2 separate regions of the Sus scrofa genome follow, and region 1 is linked to region 2. Evidence: chromatin contacts called from public HiChIP or PLAC-seq data. All regions are on one chromosome and are shown on one strand. Each heading gives the region's core, a stretch centred on a gene start, on an enhancer-like site or on the middle of the called end of the contact. The rest is flanking DNA. Distances are from core to core; before and after follow the strand shown. Region 1 has its middle 73 kb from the start of MMD. Region 2 overlaps MMD (monocyte to macrophage differentiation associated).

The links. HiChIP or PLAC-seq counts read pairs in DNA pulled down with a chosen protein or histone mark.
Region 1: a contact with region 2 is called in an H3K27ac HiChIP or PLAC-seq map of skeletal muscle, with 2.1 times the contacts expected there. The contact joins two enhancer-like sites. A contact is called at or near these places in 4 of 47 Hi-C or Micro-C datasets (embryonic fibroblasts, liver, omental adipose tissue and 1 more) and 1 of 2 datasets of contacts at active chromatin or transcription factors (skeletal muscle).

Annotation. Positions count from the first base shown.
Region 1 is chr12:31,793,903-31,799,125 of Sscrofa11.1, reverse strand. No RefSeq gene overlaps it. Among named protein-coding and RNA genes, the nearest start is that of MMD, 73 kb to the right of the region's middle. Within about 2 kb of position 1,710, at least 3 of the 83 cell types and tissues checked have an H3K27ac peak or open chromatin away from gene starts, as enhancers often do. A contact at or near this core is called in skeletal muscle, where this site is marked.
Region 2 is chr12:31,695,188-31,700,893 of Sscrofa11.1, reverse strand. It overlaps MMD (monocyte to macrophage differentiation associated), which reads left to right. Exons shown (of 7, transcript NM_001044595.2): 7 at 3,133-5,045. The coding sequence ends at 3,333. Among named protein-coding and RNA genes, the nearest start is that of MMD, 25 kb to the left of the region's middle. Within about 2 kb of position 2,308, at least 5 of the 83 cell types and tissues checked have an H3K27ac peak or open chromatin away from gene starts, as enhancers often do. A contact at or near this core is called in skeletal muscle, where this site is marked.

The DNA of each region.
Region 1 (5,223 bases), core at 461-2,960, 99 kb before region 2:
TACATCTTAATCCCATTCGGATGTCCTGGAAACTCTTGGCTATTTTCCTTGACCATCTTGATATGCCTTCAATTGTAAAGTAGCCCCAGCTTAAATAATTAGCCACTTTTCTTGGAAATTGCTCTCCACTATTCCTGCACACTGCCACTCACTGTCACATAGGGCATAGGGCCTCTCCAAGCATCTGACACTCTCCCAGAGACATACTGTGGAATTAAATCCCAAGCCTTTCTGCCGTGGAGTAATTCTACAGTCTCTCCACCAATAGGTGGTGTGGGGGAAGGGAAGGGCTCTTGCTACCTGCCCCTGAAATCTCCCTCTCCACCTGACTGACTTAGATAGGAAAGCTGCTCACTTTCTTCACTTTCTCTTTCCTCCACTTTGGCCTATGATATAAATCCATGTTTGTGGTCTCTCGATACACAAAGCTGATATTTTATCATTTTAAAAGTGGCCTTTGTTCTACCTGCAACACCTGGCTCTCCGCCTACAGACTTTGGTATAAATTTACAGACGTCTACAAAGAAGCTCAAGAATAATGAATGTGACTCTTCCAGGATGTATCCTTCCCGAGATTCACTGAAATCCTGGATGATGAAGGTGAAAAGAAATGAGTTCAAATAATTCTAGGGATGGGGAGAAGGGAGAAGCAATACCTTAGCCTCTTTAAAATATCATCCCCTGCTACACCGCTTTTTTATTTATTTCATAGATCTTTCTATTTTTCTGCACCTTCCGAGGAATTTCCCTGGGAAGATAAAAGGCTACATCAGGGGCTGTCAACCAGTTTTGATTTTTAACTGAAGGTCTTGTGTGTTTATTTTTTTAGTGGAAGCAATTTTTTTTCTTCTATTTATGGCTGCCCCTGTGGCATATGGAAGTTCCCAGGCTAGGGGTCAAATTGGTGCTGCAGCTGCCAGCCTACACCACAGCCACAGCAATGTTGGATCTGAGCCACATCTGCCACCTACACTGCAGCTTTTGGCAATGCCAGATCCTTAACTCACTGAGCAAGGCCAGGGATCAAACCCTCATCTTCACAGAAACATCAGGTCCTTAACTCGATAAGCCACACTGGAAGCTCTGAAAGCAAATTTCACATACAGGGGAAGTTCCCATTGTGGTGCAGTAGAAATGAATCCGACTAGTATCCATGAGAATGCAGGTTTGATCCCTGGCCTCGCTCAGTGGGGTAAGGTGGTGTAGGTCACAGATGCAGCTCAGATCCTGCATTGCTGTGGCTGTGGCATAGGCCGGCAGCTACAGCTCTGATTCAACCCCTAGCCTGGGAACTTCCCTATGCCACGTGTGATGCCCTAAAAAGAAGAAAAACAAAACAACAACAAAAAAAAAAAAAAAAACACCTACAGGAATTTTCTTTCCTCTCTGGCATTTTCTCCATGGAGACTTTACCTGAGCTTAAAGAGCAAGCAACCAAACCAGAGCTAGAGGTGCAAGTACCAAAAAGAAGCGGAGGGAGGTCTGTCCAAAGTGAACTTTGTCTCCCTCTCAGTGCGCTCCAAGCCAAGCCTGGTTTTTTCAAAGCATTAGAGAGCGGGTGTATCTGTTCCTACTGTAATGAACTACCACAAACTGGGTCACTTAAGGCAACAGAAATGTATTCTCTGACAGTTGTGGAGACTCGAAGCCTGGAATCAGGGTGTCAGCAGGTTCAGTTCCTTCTAGAGGCTCTGTGGGAACCTGCCCCGAGCCTCTCTCCTGGTTTCGGGTGGCTGCCAGACATGCTCAGCCCTAGCTGGCTGGCAGCTTCCTCACCCCAATCTCTGCCCATCTCCATGCAGCCTCCTCCTTTCTGTGTGTCTGTGTCTCCACATCGCCTCCTTCTAAGGACACCAGTTCTGGATTTAAGGCCCACCCGCATCCACCATGACCTCATCTTAACTCATTACTTCTGCAAAGACCCTCTTTCCAAATAAAGTCCCATTCTGAATTTCTAAAAGTATGTGAAGTTAGACAGAGGTATATTCGACCTAGTACAAGTGGGAAAAATATCTTGAGGTTGCTCGGTGATAATACGTGGAAGGGAGTTCCCACTGTGACTCAGCCATAATGAACCTGACTAGTAACAATGAGGATGCAGGTTCAATCCCTGGCCTCACTCAGTGGGTTAAGGATCCTGTGTTGCAGTGGCTGTGGTGTAGGCCGGAAGCTGCAGCTCCTATTCAACCCCTAGCCGGAGAACTTCCATATGCCGCAGGTGCCCTAGAAAGCAAAAAGAAAAAAAGAAAAAAATCATGGCAGTATTTTTCCAGAAGCTCCCAGGTGAACCTTTCAGTAGATTCAGACTGGGAAGTCAAGAGGGGCAGTGGATTAGAGAAGTGGAGTCATGTTCTCTCAGCACAAATTTTTAGGTCAAGGGGACTTTTGAAAACATAGATGGCTAGCATAGGGTTTTTAGGATGATTGCCATTCTCACTTTTTCTAGCATCTATGACATCTAGACCTCTTTCATCTTCCTCTCTATCTAGTCAGTATCTGCCATGAAAATGAACTAGATTAGACTTCAAAACTTGGCTTGAACTCTTATTATTATCATTTACCATCTGCTTGACCCTAAGCAAATCACTTCCCTGAACCTCAATATCCTCAACTGTAAAATAATTAAACTTCTAAAGACTTTTTTGTAAGTTTCTGACATGTTTAACCTCTGAAGTTATTAAAAATTAAAACTACTAAAACTTTCAATACAATGTTGCATTGTATTGAAGAAGCAAGGCAGTGTGTCATATCAGAGAAAAATGCCTATCCAGAATAGTTAAAATACAAAAAACTATTTTGGTGTTTTAAGAAATAACTTCTTGTTGCCTAGAAATGCAACTGCTACATGCAGCACATATTTATCTGTATTGGCCGATGTTCTGGGTCAGCAGATAGAATGGCTGTACTGTGAGCGAGTGTGCACACAACTGAGAGCCCAGGGAATATCTCTCTGATTAGGCCTCAAATGCCCCATAGTGTTGCTGAAATCTCTGCTGTCTCTGTACAGCAGTGCCAAATAGAAGCCAGGAGACAGAGGTGGAGGAAACAGAAAAAGCAGTTTTAACTGCCCAGCAAAGAGGGGAACACAGCAGGCTAGTGCCTCAATGACTGTGGCCCCCCACCTTGGAGGAGGTAGTGAGGAGTCTTACGGTGTGTGAGGAGCAGGGCATGATCAGCTCTTGGACATTTTGCTGATTGATGGGGATGTCACTGGGCATCAGCATCACCAACCTTCTGATTCCAACTGGTCTGGGGTCTACATGCTTGTGGGCTGCATACAGTTGACTTCTTCCACCCAGTGGGGGCTTTAGCACCTGAAAAACCACTTCAGGGACATGGCTCAGCATATTATGTATAGTCCTTGACTGTTGAATGAATGAATGATTGTTTTCTTTTTTCTCTGTATTTTTTTCACTTCTCTGATTAAATTGGTTCTTGACTCAAGTTTTTCTGTAGATAAAAAGGAAGGTAGAAGGCATGAGTGGGAGATCCACTCTGGGAAGGCCTCACAGGGTCCTGCATGGTTACAACTGCACATAGCACATATCTATGTAGATATTTGATTTATATTTCAAGTAGGAGAAAAGAGAAGTGGAAGAAGGGAATAAGAATGAGCTAATTGGAATCCATTGTCTCTCAGAGCCTCACGTTCCTATTCCTAAGATGCACCTGATGCTCCCCCTCTTCACGAGTGCCCTCCACCTAGCCAGGGCATGCAGCGCAGCTTCAAGCTCCAAAGAACCGAGCAGACCGCCACCATGCTAAGTGCACAATACGTGTTTGCAAATGAATGAATTCCTGATTCCCCATTCCACATCCTGACTTCCTCAAGGGGGTGATCTGAAAGGTGGCTTGTTATTATTACCTCTGACACCCTTTCCCATTGATTAGAGAAGAGCCCTCCAGCTGGCCCGGGTTTTTTGTTTGTTTTTTTCTTTATTTAGCAATCTCTGCTTTGGCCACTAGAGGGCACAAGAGGAAAGTTCTTTAACTATCAGGTAAGAAAGAAAAATTGCTTTGGAAATGTTGGTCTGAAATAGGAATAAAGCAGCCACCCCCTGGGTTAATTTAACAAACCAGGTAGCCAGCATTTCACTGAACACATTCGAGGGAAGCAAAACCTGCACAAGGCTGGATTTGAAATGACCTTTGAGCTATGGTAGACACTAAGACAAAAATACTCTGCAGCAGTTCCCTGGTGCCTAGTGGGTTAATGATCTGGTATTTCACTGCTGTGGTTGGGTTTAATCCCTGGCCTGAGAACTTCCACATGCCATGGGTGTGGCCAAAAAAAAATACGCTCTGCAGATAGTAACAAGATAGTGAACCCAAAACAATAGCCTTGAACAAAATACTCTGGGACACCACAGGAGAATAGCAGAAGGAGACAATGCAAGAAGAGAGGTAGCCAGACCGGACCAACCATCATGATTACAGGTCCTCACTGATGCCCAGAGAACCTGGAGCCGATGTGGAAGCTCCACTCAATATAGCAGAGCTGCTTCATACCTCTCCGTTTCACTTAACATGGACTAAACCCTATGTGGTTCTCCTTTCAGAGTCAGTTTTAGCAAGTTTTTATGTCTTTTGTCTCCCCTAAATAGTGTTGCACAGAAGAACTTGTGCCATGTAGATGGTCGATTTACTGCAAAAGTCAGGGATCTAGTTCCAGCATGAACAGAACAAAGTAACCCCCTGGGACATACTGCTGCCTCTTAAAGCCTTGCTGTGATCTGGGAGCACTAATGTGACTTACAGAAGCACCTGACAACTCTTAGCTGAAATTCCGTCCTCAACAAGAAACTTTCTATCATGAATGGACTTTGTCTATAGATCTGCATTCAGGGAGAAAAAGCTATGGTCATTCTAGCACAAGATCCCCTGACCTTGTGACAGGTGTATTTTTCACCGTAACTGAATAAATTGGTATTCTGTTTTAAATATCAGGTTCTTATGAGCTTGGTAAATATGAATTGCCACCAGGAAGAAAAGACTTTCTATTGGTGAGAAGAGCTATCTGATCCTGAAGAATTCAGAAGCTCAGACCATGTGATTCTGTGATGAAGACCTCCTATGATATTTTTTAGCGGCTGTCTACTGGTCTGGTAACCCATTTTCTACACATCCTTCTTCATAAGTCTATTGCCATGATTCTCCATCCTGGCTGCGTATCAAAATTATCCATGGGAGTTCCCGTCGTGGCGCAGTGGTTAACGAATCCGA
Region 2 (5,706 bases), core at 1,059-3,558:
TCAAGTATCCAGTAGCCCTTGGATAAGTTCTCAGTGTCACTAGTCATCAGGGAAGTCAGGGATATGAAAATTAATACCTCAGCATGCCACTACTACACCCCCTACAGAATGATTAAAATTAAGACTGATGCCACCAAATATCAGCAAGGATGTGAAATAATTAGAACCCTAGTTCATTGCTGGAGTTTGAAATGGTATAACCACTTTGAAATTTGTTTAGCAGTTTATGATTAAAAAATGGAGTTCCTTGGTGGCTCAGCAGGTTAAGGACTTGGCATTGTCACTCCTGTGGTTAAGGTTCAATCTCTGGCCCAGGAACTTAGGCCACAGATGCACCAAAAAATAAATAAATAAATAAATAAAATTAAGCATACCTTTATGACTCAAGCAGTATTATCCAACAGAAACAACAGCATGTATCTACAAAAGGACTTGTAAAATAATATACATATTAAATTTATTCATGATACCCCTCAAATGGAAAGGATAATCAAATGATGTTAAATAAATCAATGGGATACTAAGTAATAGAAAAAAAAGAATGACTTGGTACACAGTAGCACATTCATGAATCTCAAAAACATTGTACACTGTTCATTTCAAAAAAATGAAGCCAGACACAAAAATGTACATAGAGTATAATTCCATTCATGTGAGGTTCTAGAACAAGCTTAGTTTGCGGTAAAAGCAATAAGAAAAGTGGTTGCCTTGGTGGACGGGATTGTCCAGGATGGGGAAGGGGCATCAGAGAACTTTGTGGGGTGTTAGGATACATGAGCGTGAGTATCTTGATGGGGTGGAATGGTTTACATACATGTGTGCATTTTATCAAAACTCTTACTGTTCACTTAAGATCTATGCATTACCCTGTGTAAATTAATCATCTGTTTTTTAAATGACCGCCCCCCCCCAAAAAAGGAACATAAGTTCAGGAGATAGACCACCTTGGTTCTTTGTTCAAATCATGATTCTGACACTTAAAAGCCTCATAGCTTTGGGCAAGTAATTTACCCTCTCTGTGTTCTGGCTTTCTCATCTATAAAGTTGAGATTAAAATAATACTGAAATATTAAATGAGGGTTTCAAACAGGGCCTGATACACAGAAACATATTGACATTGATAATGAAGAAAACATAGCTGGTTTTGTTTGCTCTAGGTTTAACTATGTTCTTGTTCTTTGAGGGTTGATAAAGCAGATGTGCTGTCCTGAAGAACTAACCGTCTATTAACAGAATGTGTGTCAGAACCAGCCTGTGCACTTGGTTTGGTCTCTCATATATTGTTTTAGCAGAAGAAAAAGGAACAGTGTCTTTGGGGCATCGAGCAGCTGTGTGACTTTGTTCAGGTTACTCGTTTCTCTGACCTTCTTAGTGTCTTCATCTAAAATAAGGAGGTTTGGGAAGTTCCCTTCGTGGCTCAGTGGTTAAGGAACCCAACTAGGATCCGTGAGAATGCAGGTTCGATCCCTGGCCTTTCTCAGTGGGTTGGGGATCTGGCGTTGCTATGAGCTGTGGTGCAGGTGGCAGACACAGCTCAGATCCCTCGTTGCTGTGGCTGCTCTGTAGGCCGGCAGCTGTAGCTCCAATTTGATGCCTAGTCTGGGAATTTCCATATGCTACAAGTGCAGCCCTAAAAAGCAGTCAATCTGTCAATCAATCAATCAATCAATAGGAGTTAGTTGAGTGACTCCTCACTGAGGAGTAGATGCCCCTGTGAGAATCCCATGAAAACCTCCTCTCTTAGGAAAATGCCCCTAATACACATACACAGAGAATTGCGTATAATTATAGAATATCAATTGCTTTGTAACCTTTAGGAAATAATGAGTGTGTATGGTGGTTTGTTTTGCTTGTTTTCCTTTTTAAGGAAAACGAAATCTGGCTGATGTCCTACCTTAGCGAGGTTAATGAGAAATCTGGTATCTGTCATTTTGAATTGGCTCCTTCCCTCATTATTTTATCCTACAAAAACCATGGTGCTTATGTGAACTTGAAAATTACAAAAACCATGGTGCTTATGTGAACTTGAAAAATACGGCAGATCCTCACCCTGGCCCTGGATCCTCAGGCCTGGTTCTTGGCACACATCGTCCGTGACTGCCATTGCTCTGGCCTAGGCCCATGGGACCCTTCAAGCAAGTGGTTACAACGAGGCTTCCCCATGTTCCCTGTTGAACTTGGCCACGGGGATCTGCTCCAAGGCTCCCAAAGTCACAGCCACCCAGTGCCCAGTCCTCTAGGTTATCCATACACCTCTCCCCATCCAAGGCCATGCCACAATCTGGCTTAAGTTTCCACTCACCCTACAGAACCTGATACCTTTCTATTCCTAGTCTCCAGGAATCCCAACTTGTTTCTCTATCAGCTTCCTAAGCCTGCCTCTGTTCTCTTCCCCTCTCATTCATACAGCCCAATTTTAATCTTATAAATGGGCCAAGGTCTTTGAAAACCAAAAGTAGTCTACGCGTTCTCCTTTTTATGCTAAAACACACAAGGCTGTTAATTTCCTGCTAAGCTAAGAAACTCCCAGGTGCAAAGACAAAAAGGCCTGGGAACATCCAGAAAGTTAGGAAATATGCCATGTGGTCTCAGGTCTCAGAGGTCACTCCTAGCTGGATTTTCCTGTGTTAGCCATGAAGAAGCAGTAAGCTCACCGAAGCAGGGGGAGAGTCTCAGAAAAGTAATTAGTGTAGAACAGAGTTTGAGGAAGACAAAGGAGTGGAAACCAGGCTGAGAGGTGGATTATAAATGGAGTGGTGTGGGCGTGCCTTAGTAGGGAAAAAAAGCTCTTAAACGGGAAGATGAAAGCCGAGGACTGTACTTTATTAAAACAAATTATCATTCATTTTAGATGCAATCACAGTCTGCTTAAACTTGCTATAAATGAGCAGGAGGTACCACTTTTTACCATGGGACCTGTAACTTGACCGCTCAGTCAGGTCAAGACACTGATCCAGAGGGTAATCTAGGTCAATTTAAGTGTAGTTCATGTTTACAGGTCAGGGTTCTGTCTACGCAGAGCTACTTCATTGTCTAGACAGTTAGGAGGCTTAGGGGGAATTGCAGTGATCTCTTTAGCTTGTCACATCAGAGTAACATCAAAACCTTTTTATTTTTTTCCTCTGTTGACAGAATAACACTGACGGACTCCACGAACTTGCCTGTGGGGGCTTAATTTATTGCCTGGGAGTTGTATTCTTCAAGAGCGATGGCATCATTCCATTTGCCCATGCCATCTGGCACCTGTTTGTGGCCACGGCAGCTGCAGTGCATTACTATGCCATTTGGAAATATCTTTACCGAAGCCCTACAGACTTTATGCGACATTTATGACCAATCTGTACTAGGTCTCCAAACCAGTATTATTTCAATTATGGCACTTAAAAGAGTGAGGTCAGACCTGAAAACTGCACGGAGGAAAAAACAACAAAGAAGACAACTGCACTGACTTTCTTTATATCTTTTGAATATAATTACTGTGAAAGTACAAAAGCTGTGTTCTGGAGTTTTCCCCCTCACAGCAAATAAGTAAAGTTGTGACTTAATTATTCATTCCATTCCACTATTATGAAGGACTCTGGATAGGCTTGGCCAGCTGATGTTTACAAACCAGAATTTTGTATTTTAATTTTACAGATTTTACTACATGATTTTTCTAAATTACCAGGTCAGGTTGTAAAAGTCAGTGCAATAACAAAACTTCCTTTTTAAGAGAAAATGATTTCTATCACTTTCCCATTAGCCGTGTAAAGAATCATGGACAGAACTTACACTACTTTTTACCATGTTTCATCTTGGCATAACGTGGTTATTTTTTAAAATAGAAACTTCAGTTTTTTGTAAATTTTTTAAAAAAATAATTCATTGAAGCGCATCTCTGCGGTTCCTCATTCATGTGAATTTTTGCAGCAAGCTGTCAACATTCCACAAGAGAACAAACATTATACCTCTTCTGATAGTTTTGTGAAGCATGGAGAAATTGCCAATTTTTAAAAACTGCAAGTTTTCCAAAACTTTTCTGCCAACCTCTGACTCCGAATTCCGTGCTGCTTTGGGTCATATACTTGACCTAGTTAGGTGTCCCAGTGATGGAAAAGTATTTTGATATAAACTTTTTCAAAAGATTCAACCTTTTCTCTATGCCTTTGCCATGTTTTCTTCAGGGTCTTTTCTCAACAGCGGATGCCTATTCAGTCTGTATTAGAGTATTGTTGGATTGGCCATCCATAGAAAACTCCTGAAGAGCATTCTGATTACAGAGAATAGTGGTCATGCCTGTTTGGTGCCTAATGGTTAAGTCATTGTCACTTAGCTGTACATTATCAGTTTGATATTCATTTTAAATTGTGGAACTAGATGCATAAATTCACATTTCTACCTTTCCTTTGCATTTCTTGATATACTTTTTTCTTTTTCATAAAAAAAAATATTTAAAGCCTTGTTTGGCAGATAAAAACTCATGTGCCTGTAGTCCATGGGTTGTATCCTGACTCAGTGGAGTGGTATTTAATATGTTGTTTTTGGTTTTCCCTCAGTGTCTTATATTAAGATTAACATATCAGTTGCTTTGTTGGTTAATCTCCTGGTGGTGTTTTAATAAATGAGATAACCTTGCCTTTATATCAGGTGCTGATAGCCTGTTTTCCAGTAATGGGTTTGATCATTGGACTTGTTGGCTTGACAGTATATCAAATTCAATTAATTGAAATATTGTACTGATGTGGCTTTAAATGAGGGTTTATTTTGTGTGTGTGTTTAGAAATCTCTGACTTTGGTAAATTACATGGGAAAGAAGAACAGAAGAACTGCTTTTTTGCTGGTGAATTCTTAAATAGGCAAGGTACCCAGTCATAACACCGTCCAGACCACCCCTTCTGCATGATTCTGAACATCTGGATGCCTGTTGTTTTATTGTGTATATTTAATTTTTAATATATTAACTTTTGTGGATTCATTTGAAGTCTGCTCTAAAGTAACACTGTCAAAAACCACTAAAATGTATATAAAAAATTGTGCTGTAGACTAAAATAAAATTGTTACTTGGATTTGTTCCACTGTCTCTAAATTAGATGACTGTGAAAATGATAATGCGTTTTTGAAAGCTTGAGCTCATCTAGTATTTGTCATTTGTATACTAGCCTTTTTTTTTTTTTTAAAGTCAGGGTGAGAAGACAAATGTGCCCTGTCATCTAGAGCTTTCTAGTCCACTTTTTAATAGTTGAATTACCAGAACCAGTGCAAACATGAAAACCGAACCACAATTTTCAGTTTAAAATATGCTGTCAGGGCCTAAAGATTATAAATTTTATACATGATGTGTCTGTCACAGAGAGGCCTTTTGGTTTAGTTTATATAACATACTGTAAGGCTGGGGTTACATGTTTTTATGTTAGCAAGCAGGCACGTATCATGTTGCAAAGCTAACACTCTGTGAGTGTTAGGTTTCATCTCCCTCTTCTACACAGCAGGAACCAGAGTCAGAGAACTTCCACTGCTTCATCCTTGGCCAGGGATCTAGGAGCAGGAACCCAGGTCCATCCAGTTCCAAAACTTCCTATTCACTTTGTACCACAGCATGTCAGCAAAAACAAATGAGTTGAAAAACTTGAACTGAAAATTGTCAGGCATGCACATGGCAAAGGAAACAAAGATTCACACAGTCTCCATAAACCCTCAGGCAAACCTCTGTCAAGTCTGATTTAGAAG